2 separate regions of the Gossypium hirsutum genome follow, and region 1 is linked to region 2. Evidence: chromatin contacts called from public Hi-C data. All regions are on one chromosome and are shown on one strand. The core of a region is the stretch at or near the end of the contact, and the rest is flanking DNA. Distances in the headings are between cores, read along the strand shown. Region 1 overlaps LOC107888869 (a long non-coding RNA gene). Region 2 has its middle 11 kb from the start of LOC121206789.

Region 1 (5,621 bases), core at 727-3,226, 71 kb after region 2:
AAAATTTTAATTTTAATTTTGTCGTATACATTTAAATGTAAATAAATGAAATTAATTTCATTGTGAATAAATATGATGATATATGTATTTTATACGAAAATGTAAAATAGAACTATATTTATAAGGAACTTTTCAACTCAAACCATTATTCCAAATAAAAAAATGGTAAACAAAGAATTTTTTAAATCAAAATTTGATTTTAAATTTAGATTTTATTTATGTTAAAAAGGTGATTTTTTTAGGTTTTTTTTTTTGAAAAAGTGTTTTCCAATAAAACCATTTTTTTATCTCCTATTAAACATTCTACTTTACAATTTCATATTTAAAATGAATACGTTATCTTCTCAAAAATACTTTTTGATCATAATGATAAATGCTATTAAATTTTTTAAATGCCATTTTCAGTGTACTAACCCTAAATGTATTGGTGGTTTAAACTTGAAAAAATGTATTTTATATAGTTTAAACTTGTATAGTAACCCTATCAAGTAGTGGTTTGCTGAATCGGAAGAACAAATTATTGTTTAAATAGTTCTTAAAACAATTACACAGGCTAGTTGATGATATGGATTCCTATGTTGAGTCACTTCCATTAGCAGGTTCCAAAGATTTGAGGTTCGTTGGTTTATTTAGTGTTGATGGTTGTGCATGGAACAGAGACTTGGTTGAAGGGATTTTTTGTTTTTTTGGATTTGTCTTATTTTGCCTGTCATTTCTTCAAAGAAAAATATTTCCTAGACGGGTCTTTTCTTGATGCTTCTGAGAGTGGTAATCTCTCATTTGTGTGGTAAAGCATTTTGGCATCGAAACAAGTGATTTCTCACGTCATGCGGTGGCAAGTTGGGAATGGTTGCGATATAGTTATATTCCATGATCCATGGCTAGTTGATGATATGGATTCCTATGTTGAGTCACTTCCATTAGCAGGTTCCAAAGATTTGAGGTTCGTTGGTTTATTGAGAGTTGATGATTGTGCATGGAACAGAGACTTGGTTGAAGGGATTTTGGCTCCACATGACGCACTACGTACGTTCTTAGCATACCAGTTAGTTACACTCCGACGATGGATCAACTAGTTTGGCAGTTTAGTACGAATAGAAGGTATAGTGTGAGGTTGGCATACCGAGTTGCAATTAACATGCGATTGGATCAGGCTTTATTTGATGAGAACATTGTTTGGGCTAAGTTATGGCATTGTAAACTCCCGTTGAAGGTAAAGGATTTTGTTTGGTGTTGTATTTGGCACTTTTTATCGACTCGGATTCGCTTGAATGAGAAGGGTTCCCCGTTGTCCCCCTCGTGTAGCCGTTATGGTAAGGCAGAGTGTATGGATCATGTTTTACTGTATTGTCCGTATGCGCAAGCTGTTTTGAGTGCTACTAGTTTTTCTTTTGGTCAAACGACGGTTGCTAAGTTATGTAGTAGACTTTCTGATTCGGTAGCTTCTGAACAAATTACATTGTGTGTTGGTGTTGTTTTGGATTGTATGGTCCGACCGTAATTATTTGGTTTGGAAAGGGAAGGATGTTGGAATGGCCTCGATTGTTCGAGCTGCTGATGATTTCCGACTTTGTTGGCTTCAGTCGTTGGGAGTGTTTGTTGTGACTAGTGAAGGTGGTGATCGGGCAGGAGTGTCGCGAGTTGGGGGAAGGGCTGGTTGGGAACCTTTGACTGTTGGCATGCTAAAGTGCAATGTGGATTTTGCCTGGTTCGAATAAGATAGGGTGACGAGGTAGTTCGAGATTGTATGAGCTATGTGCTTAAAAGTTTGGATTTTTTTTCTCTGATGTTTATGTTCCTCAAAAGAAAATTTGAAATAATATAAATTAGAATAATGTAAAAATTAGAAAAAGAAAAATAACTTGAAATTTTTTATTTTTCTTTTACAAGTCAAAATGGCCAGTTGAGGCCCCACTAGCCATTCTCGGGTATTAGGCGCCGCAAGTGCAACCTCCTAAAATGTTGGTCCACTACTGATTATTCCGTAACAGCGAATATGGCTTACACGTACTTAATTGGGCCACATTGCTTGCGTCCATGGACCGTGGCCACAAAATAACTCCATTTGTTTATTAACTAAATAAATAATTACTCACAAACAAATTTAGATCCAGACAATCACTGGGCACTGCCTAATGGTCGCAAACGGACTTGATTGGGTAGGTTTTGATTAGACTATTTTTTAATTAATTATTTTAGGTTAATGTTTTTTTTGCATTCATATTATTTGGAGAATTTGATGGTGTAGGATTTATTAAATTCAGATTTAGGTATTTTTGGATTGAAATAATTTTAGATAATTTCACTCTTTAAGTTATTTTGAATATAAATTATTTTAAATTCGAATCACTTTAAATTTTGATGAATTTAAATGAATTTAGATAATTTTATATTTTCATAAATTAAAAATATTTGTCGAGAATAATTGATATGATCCTAAAAGTATTTAAGTTTTAGGCTGTGAAATTGTGCCATCTCATCAATTTTCAATATCATTTATGTTTAATATCTTTTTCAATTCAATTTAGCTTTAATTAACATATTTAAAAAATAAATAATTGTTTGGCCTGAAAATATCAAGAGGGTGAATTGATTTTTTTAAAAATTTTATAAAATCTTCAAAAATGAAAAAGAAAAAGAAAAAATGTTGCACAAATTATTTATAGTTGTTCAGCCCGAATTCTCTTCCTCTACTACCTTAATTTTTTGTCATGTTTGGTTTATTGAAATGGAATAGAGTTATAATGTAATGAAGTTGTAATGGAATAGAACTATAATAAAATAAAATTATAATTAGTAATTTAATTGTTTGATTGAATGGAATGAAATATAACTGTAATAGTGTTATTGCATTTGATTGAATAGAACAAATATTGTAATAGCACAAAGGAAAAAATTGAAATGACCGGAGTACCCTTAACAGAATTTTTTTAAGTTGATAATAATTATTATTGTTATATTAAACTTTAATAGGATTCTTATTAAATATAATTTAATAATATTTTTAATATAAATATTTTTATATTAAATTATAATAAAATATTTAAAATATTTTATTTTTATATTTTCTAAAATTTGGAAATAATATTTTATATTAAATTTTTTATTTTTTATATTAAATTATATTAAAAGATTTTTTTTTTATTTCCCTCATCTTTGTTGGTCCTCTCTCTCTCCCCCATTTCATCGTATCTTTCTCTCCAACAAACCACCGTCCTCGTTGTTGCCTTTCGTCACCGTCAACCACCAACATGAATTTACCTAAATTTTACCAAGGGTTTTTCTTGATCTCCTCTTTCATATTTTCCATTTTGATTTTCCTAAAAACCTTCAAAAAGTTTAGATCTATAAAGCTTTTGCATCAAAATTGCCTTTTTTTTGTTTTTTTTTTTTGTTTTAGTTATTTTGTTTACTAACATTGTTAAAGAGTACTACTATGAAAATACAAATATTGTTAAATAAATAGTACCAACATAATCCAACCATCATCTCAGCATCTAAATAACATAACAAACCATGATCAACTTTCAAGAGTCCAATTACAGTAGAAAACTCATTTACACATATACAAAAAGTGACAATATTAATATGATATACTTCATGTCAATATATCATCCTGTAATTACATACAAAAAAGTTATATTACTCCACCACCACACCCATTTACCCATACAAAAAGTTAATATATCATCTTGCTTTTCTTCCCTTTTGTCACCTTACTCCAAAGATCCAAACTAAAGCATTGAAAGGTGAAAGGTAACAAAATTGTTTATACATTAGCAGCCTCACTTGAAATGTAGTTGAAACACCCATCATCTTCTTGAGTAAATGAATACATGTTTGAGTGTGAATGACAACTTGATGATCTCCTCCTATTAGAAGATCCAATCCCTGTAACAAGCTAAATTCAGAAGCAGGTATGTATTCAATACAAACTATCGCGGAAAAGATGCTATACTGTTGATTGGTATCAAGTGCCTGCTTCAGCTTGTAACCAAGGTGGATTGATAAGGTACTCAGCAAGGCAAGGTGAAAAAGCATTAAGAAATTCGTAAGTTTTACAAAGGCAACCTATCTTCACAAGAAACAAAAGGGTCTAATAAATTGAAAGTGAACCAACTACACTAATGAAAAAACAATAGTTAAATTGCATGATTTCAATTATGAGAGAAATTTGAATAAGAAGAAATGCAATTAAGTTGTTCAATTAACAAAGAGCAGGTTTAGCCTATCTAAGAAGAAATCATCATCTATGGTTAGAATGTTTAAAACAACGATATAAACACGATCAACATCCCAAGCAATAAAATGAATTTACAAACACTAGATAACATCTTAAAAACAAATGAACCACAGGTAAAGTTGGTTTACAGTTGAAATAGATAACAAAGAGCAGGTTTAGCCTCTCTATTTTGCATGAAAGAGATGTGCTTACAGTTGCAATGGTTTGCAAATTTCACCGATATGTTCAGAAAAGAGAAAACCAAGCCTCTAGATTTGAACAACTAAATATACACTTTCTCTTTAAACAAAAACTACTAAATATCCAAAAATAAACAATAGCGTGTGATGATATTATAAGTATAATCGTTTATTTCTTATATGAATTTAGTGATTTCTGCTTCCAAAGAATGCAGATAACTGGCCTCGTGAAAAGTACATATCATTGCATCTTTTCCCTATTAGCACTCATTTCCATTAATACATGGTTCCATATTTAGACTGAGAAAGATGCAAGTACGCATTAAAACAGGGGAATACAATTAAAGCATATACCTGTCAATCCTTCTTTGCATGGATTGGCGCATGTAAAACCGGTGACACAACATCATTACACATGCTATTGCTACTTGAGGTCTACAAGTAAATTTTATCACCACTTAAAAAAATGTTACACATACTAAAACTTAAAATGAAAGTTAATTCTTCAAAAGCAATATTATGCGAAAAAACTTAAGAACTGCAAAACTAAGGACCTAATTGATGATATATTGGAAAGCAATTAGCATCCCATCAAGTTAGTAACGAACTTCAAAATAGGCATAGCCCTTGCGCTTACACTTTAAGCTTAAGTCCAAGCTTTTGAAGAAAAGAACAATATGACATCACAACTACTCCTCTTTTTTAAGGTTGATTCCGTCCTTCCTAGATGGAGAGTGGTTCTCAATTACTTCTTGGCTGAAGTACCACTTGTACGTAGATGAATGCGGCTAATCTGGTTTTCAAAATTTAAGAACATGTTTCAAAAACCCAGAAAAAAAGGATTAAGGAGGTTTTTGTTGAAAATAGGCAGCCCCTTTAAATCCAAGATAGCCATAAAAATTCAAGCTTTTGAGGTATCAAAAAACACCTCTTAAGCTGATTTTATCTACAAAAATAGAAAAATTTAAAAAAAAACTTGGATCTCGATTCTGAAAACATTTGGCTTTTGAAGAAAATCCTTTAATCTAAGATTACTTTCAAACCACTGTCAATTACTGAAAACAAAAAATAAATAAATAAATAAATATTTTTAAAAAATGATTAACATAAAGGGATTCAAAGAAGCAGGGATTAATAGAGAAAAGCATCAAAGACTCATATTTTTTAGTTTTCAAGTTCTTAAATAGTTTAAGGAAAAA
Region 2 (5,553 bases), core at 2,761-5,260:
GGAAGTATTAACTTGACAGAATGGAATGTTACGAAAGCCCCTTCGGAAAAGTTAGTGGAGCGTGAGTCTGATATGAGACCTGTAGAGTCGACTGTGGAGAAGTCATCTTTGGGGAAGGTGGATCGTGCATCAAACTTCAAGGAGAAAGAAGTAATGTGAAAGCAGTCGAGACGAGTAAATGCCGTGAGTAAGGTACATTGCAAACACTCTGATAGTGTTTTGAATTCTGACTTGTTGGCTTGGCAAGATCGTAGGGGCCCTTTCAAAGTTCATAAGCAAGGAGGCCGAGGGACTATGGGCGGAACGAAGCCAAGGTATGAGAATCGAGGGGATTCCAATGGGGCCAAGTCAGAATTTGGGCAAGTTAAAGTGGAGACTTCTTTCCAACAAGATGTACCAACGAGTGCAATGGTTCAAGTTAAGAGGCGACGAAAGCCGAGGCATAGGTTCCAAAGAAAGGGACAACCCGATTGCAAGGCAAGTCGGGAAGAGGCCAAGGCAACGAGAGAGATCTGAGATGAATCAAGCCAGCGTCATTCAGAAGTCGCAACGAGGGTGTTGTGTGAATGTGTGGGGAAGAATGTTACGGTCCTAAATTCTTAGCCCGTGACCATGGGCACAAGAGGCGTCCCATGGAGGTCGATCAATTAGATAGGGATCATTTAGCCCACAAGAGCTGGCTCGATTCCAAGAATTGTTGGAGAAGCCTGTCAGATTGAAGCCTGGATGGCCCGATAGCGAAGATATGGCAACTTAGGCTATTTTGGGTAACTAATCTTAAAAGATAAAGGGAATCATATCTTGTAAAGATTAGATTAGATTTGATAAGACAAATCTTGTAAATCCCTTAAATTATGGGATATTGTTAATCTCATCCATCGATGTAAATGTATCTTGACCGTCGGATCTGGGAGAGCTCAACTATAAATAGAGAGCCTCCCCCTTATTTGTAAACCATCCATTGTATGTTGAATTCTTAAGAGTAATAGAATTCTTGGGCATTTACTCAAACACCTTGTGTGCATTCTTTCTTTGGCTTTCTTTTGCTTACGTTTAGCTTCTTTTGGCACAAACGCTTCCGCTATACAAATTGGTGTCTTGGGAGGAGTTCTTAAAGAATCCTCATTTTTCGGCGTAAAGGCTGACTTGGGCGAGTTTGGACGTGTAAATTGCCTAAGGCCGCACAGATTACGAGACGAAAGGTCTATCCCCGTGACACTCGGGGTTACTTATATATAAGGGTTGTAACTCCCTAAACTAGGCTTAGACGTTATGATAGGATTTTGAGAAATTACATTAACCCGTTCAAAAACTTTTGATTTAGTCATACTTAGTGTACGTTTCGAAAAACACAAAATTTGGAAGAACTCTAAAAAACTAAAGTCCGAAAACACTTATTTCAAACCCAGAATTTAAATTCGAACTCGTGTATTTTTTAATAAAAATTTTGGCATATCATTTCCAAAACTAAGGCAAACATTCATTAAAAACCATTTAATTATTTATAGAAAAACATTTAACTGATTACTTAATCTTTCCAGCAGAAATTTTCAGGTTTTTAATTTTGAAAACTGAATTTTAGTTTGGTAAATCATACGGTTTTGCAGTTTAACGTTAACATGCCAAAATCCAGCAAATAGCGTAAAAACCAAAGAGCAAAGCCCAAAACAGATTTACAATCCAAAAATAATTAAAACATAACCCAACATATATATTTAGCTAGTAACCAATTGAAGCTACAACATGCCGTCTGATCCTAAGTCTGTAGTTCACCTGAAATGTATTAAGCTAGTAACCAATTGAAGCTACCACACGTCGTCCGATCCTAAGTCTGCAGGTTCACAACAGAATGTAAACTTTAGATGCGTCAGAACCAAAAATTGGAAACAAAACCCACAAAAAAAGAAAAAAGAAAACTAAGCAAAGGAGATTGTGAAAGAAAAAAGGGAAAAGAAAGGAACGTGAAAAGCAAAAAGAAGTGGACGGTTAATGGGTGAGAAAAAGTAGGGATTTGGGAAAAAATTTAAAATAAAATAACTAAGGATTTTAACCACCAGATCTTATAGAGTTTTAATTGAACTCTACTTCCCAACAAAAGCTAGAGCAAAAATATTCCAAATTTGCGCAACACAGGATTCAAACACAAGACTTAAAGATAAGTTATTATCATAGCACTAAACCAACAAGCTCATTTTGTTATAACTTATACAGAAATAAGATTTAAGTCAAATGATCTAAAATAGGGATAGAACCAAAAATTAACAAAATTTTAAAGGAAAGACTCAAACCCAGAACCTCACACACACAGTCACAACACTCAACCATTGAGCCAAATTAAATTATTTTACAAAATATTCCACAATCTTAACTCAAAAAGCAGGACGTAACCACTATTGGTTTCACTAACCTGATTTCTTCTAACCCGGTTTTTGGGATGTGACAATGGTCAAATCTTTTTAAATAGTTATATAAGGGCCTCAATTTTACAAATGTGCTGAAATGAAGGCCAAACATTTAAAAATGGTCAAATAAGGGCCAAACCTTGTTGAAAGTTTTCAAATAAGGCATTCTCAAATGCCATATATCATGTTTCAAATTATGTTTATTGTTTTTTTTTTCTTTTGAAGTAATATTTGATTAAGCGATCATGTATTTTATTCTAAACATGTCAGCATTTACCTAATTTTTACTAAAAACTTGGCTGATATGAATATTTTGAAAAGTTTGACCCTTATGTAAGCAACTTGTGAAATATTGGGCCCTAAGAGCATTTAGCCTTTCCATTTTAACTAGTTTTTTAATTAAAATTTTAAATTACTTAATTTGGTCAATTATCTATTTTTATATTTTATTTATTTTTAATTTTTAATTTAATGACTTCTAATTTTTTATAAAAAATTATTTATTGATTTAATAGATATATTTATATTATTTAAGAATTAGTTTTTGTATTTTTTTAAAAAAAGTTGGTTAATAAATTAAAATATTCAAATAAATGTGTAAAACAATATTTTTAATTAAATATAGATGTTAAATGTTACTAAAAAGTTTATAAATAATATATCGTAACTTTTTAAATTAATATTTTTTTATACTCGTTTCTATTTTTACCTCGCATCACCAGTATTTTATTATCTTTCCATATCCACCATTAGTTTTAGAAATTTTAGGATGATTTTTTGATTCAGTGATATTTTTTTAATTTTATAAGTGAAGTTAAAAAGTTGCTATGTATATAGTTTTTGGAATTAGAGTAATGGTTCAATTGGTCAAGTCATTAGTTCTCAATCTAATCGATTTGATCGTTGATCATGTTTCAATTAAATAAATTATTTAAAATCATAAAATTTAAAAAAATAAAAAATTTTATTGAAAATTTTAAAGACGAGATTAGTTGATTTAGTTGTTAGTTCAACCAATTTTTATCTTCATTCAATCAATTTAGAGCGATCTATATTTCAAATAGTTCAACCCCTTTATATGAGCTAATATACCAATTAATTCCTAATCCAACCACTAAGATTTAAACAACTATAATCATGAACTATTAATTGATGTTTAAAATAAATAAATAAGACATATGTTACTTTTTCAAACTTAGTATTCCATATAATAATCCTTAGTTTTAATTGGACAATTAAAGCTATTATTTTTCATTAAATTTTATTCGTACCAGCCAACCATCCTACCCAAGAGATGAAACAAGGAGAATGATTATGACTTGGTGGAGAACCCGAAGAAAATCTTTGGCTGATGTTTGCAAATATACTGCAGGAATCCTAACAAACGGAAGGGGATTCTAATGAGAAAAAAAAAATCAATCCTACCCATGAAAAAAAGGTTAAAGCACAACCAATTGTACCAACGATTAAGACTTCTTTTCTTCTTATTAAATATCAAAATTCAAAAGTATTTTGGGTTTGAAGGGAAATTGACAGATTCACACACACATATTCATTTCTTGTTTGACGTATTTGTGTACCTAACTTGAAAACTACCGTAAGAGATGGTGCATTATGGAAATATCCATTTCAAATTCCCAATTGGCCTGCTATTTGTTGTTCTACAAAAGACCCCACTTGCACCACCAAGACCTCTCATTCTATGGAATAAGAATAATTTTTTTATCATTAATGTCTAATTTCATAAAATTATCTACATTTTTCTATGTTAGGGATCACGAAAGAATTCTATGTCAAAAAAGAGATCAACCAATTATTGGATATAGATAGGAATCTCAAGCTAATTCCTTAATGATCTTTACCCTCATTGCATATAGAATTTGACTTTGGCTATTAAAATTATGCTTTAACAAACCAAATAAAAAAAAAACAAACGAACAAACAAACAAAAAGGAAAAATTGTCTGCTCTTTTGCACGTCTCTAAAATAGAGTTTTATTTTTTTGCTTTTGGGTTTTTAAATTACGTTCATAGATCTAGGGGTTTATTTGTTTCTTTTCGAGCCTGTTCGTCTTGTTTTGTCTGAGGATGGAAACGGAGCTAGGCAGGTTGCATATTTCGGATGGGATGGAAGAGAAAGTATTACAATTTTGGGGAATTTCTAAAGGAAAAAATACGCAGTATGATATGTGTTTAGTGGGATGTTTTCTCACTGCAAGCGTGGTTCAATTTCAGGCTATGCGAAAGACTCTGGCAAATCTCGGGCACCCTGTAAGAGGAATTGAGATCTTAGATCTGAAGGGAAAAAGACTTTTTATTTCATTTTTTTCATGAGGTGGATCTTGAATAGGTGATGAGAGGAGCGCCTTGGACTTCCAATAATCATTTGCTGAGTTTTCATAGGTTGAAGGAGATGGAGGACCTGATGTTGGTTCCTCTGTTTTTCACTCATTTCTGGGTACAAGTCCATGATTTGCCCTCTGGGTTTTATTCGAAGACAGTTGTAAAATAGTTGGGAAACTTTATTGGGGTCTTTGAGGAATATGATTGGCAACAACTAAGTTGAGGCAATCAGTTTTTTATGCATATTAGGGAGCTGCTTGGTGTCAGATCTCCATTACGAAGGAGGAAAAAAATCTAAGTGTCTCCCAATTTTTTTTCCTACGCTCGGTTTAGATATGAAAGCCTTACTATGTTTTGTTTCTTGTGTGGTGTTTGGGTCATAATGATTGTTTTTAAGAGCTCCTCCAGCACGACTTGCAGCAGCAACTGAAAGTGTTTGGTTAAGGAATAGTCGCATAGAGACTGGGGGTTCTGATGCACTAAATAGTATAAATCGTGTTTTGGGGGTTAATCTTGATGGAAAATTGATGGTTGGTTTTGGACAGGAAGAGAGTACTCCTTCGAGATTGGTTTCAGGTCTGATGTTACATGACTTGGAGAATGATTTGATTGGAGAGATGGATGGAAAAAAAATGACAAAGAATGAATGTTTTCTTTGAGAGATTTCTTGAGATCTTAGATTCTGAAGAGAAAAGGGGTAAGCGTCTACAGGCTTACCAAGCAATTTTATCGGCAACCACTAAGGGGCAAGTTGACTGGCAACAATAAAGCTCTTGTATTGGAATGTTTGTGGATTGGGGATTCCATGA

Evidence for each region. A called contact is a pair of places that touch in the nucleus more often than the background predicts.
Region 1: a Hi-C map of leaf shows a contact between it and region 2, with 2.3 times the contacts expected there. The contact joins two enhancer-like sites. A contact is called at or near these places in 2 of 34 Hi-C or Micro-C datasets (hypocotyl and leaf).

What each region holds. Positions count from the first base shown.
Region 1 is chrA09:51,667,650-51,673,270 of Gossypium_hirsutum_v2.1, forward strand. LOC107888869 (a long non-coding RNA gene) reads right to left here. Exons shown (of 2, transcript XR_001681528.2): 2 at 3,518-5,215. Among protein-coding and RNA genes, the nearest start is that of LOC107888869, 3.3 kb to the right of the region's middle. Within about 2 kb of position 1,977, at least 3 of the 9 cell types and tissues checked have an H3K27ac peak or open chromatin away from gene starts, as enhancers often do. A contact at or near this core is called in hypocotyl and leaf, where this site is marked.
Region 2 is chrA09:51,594,736-51,600,288 of Gossypium_hirsutum_v2.1, forward strand. No RefSeq gene overlaps it. Among protein-coding and RNA genes, the nearest start is that of LOC121206789, 11 kb to the right of the region's middle. Within about 2 kb of position 4,011, at least 9 of the 9 cell types and tissues checked have an H3K27ac peak or open chromatin away from gene starts, as enhancers often do. A contact at or near this core is called in hypocotyl and leaf, where this site is marked.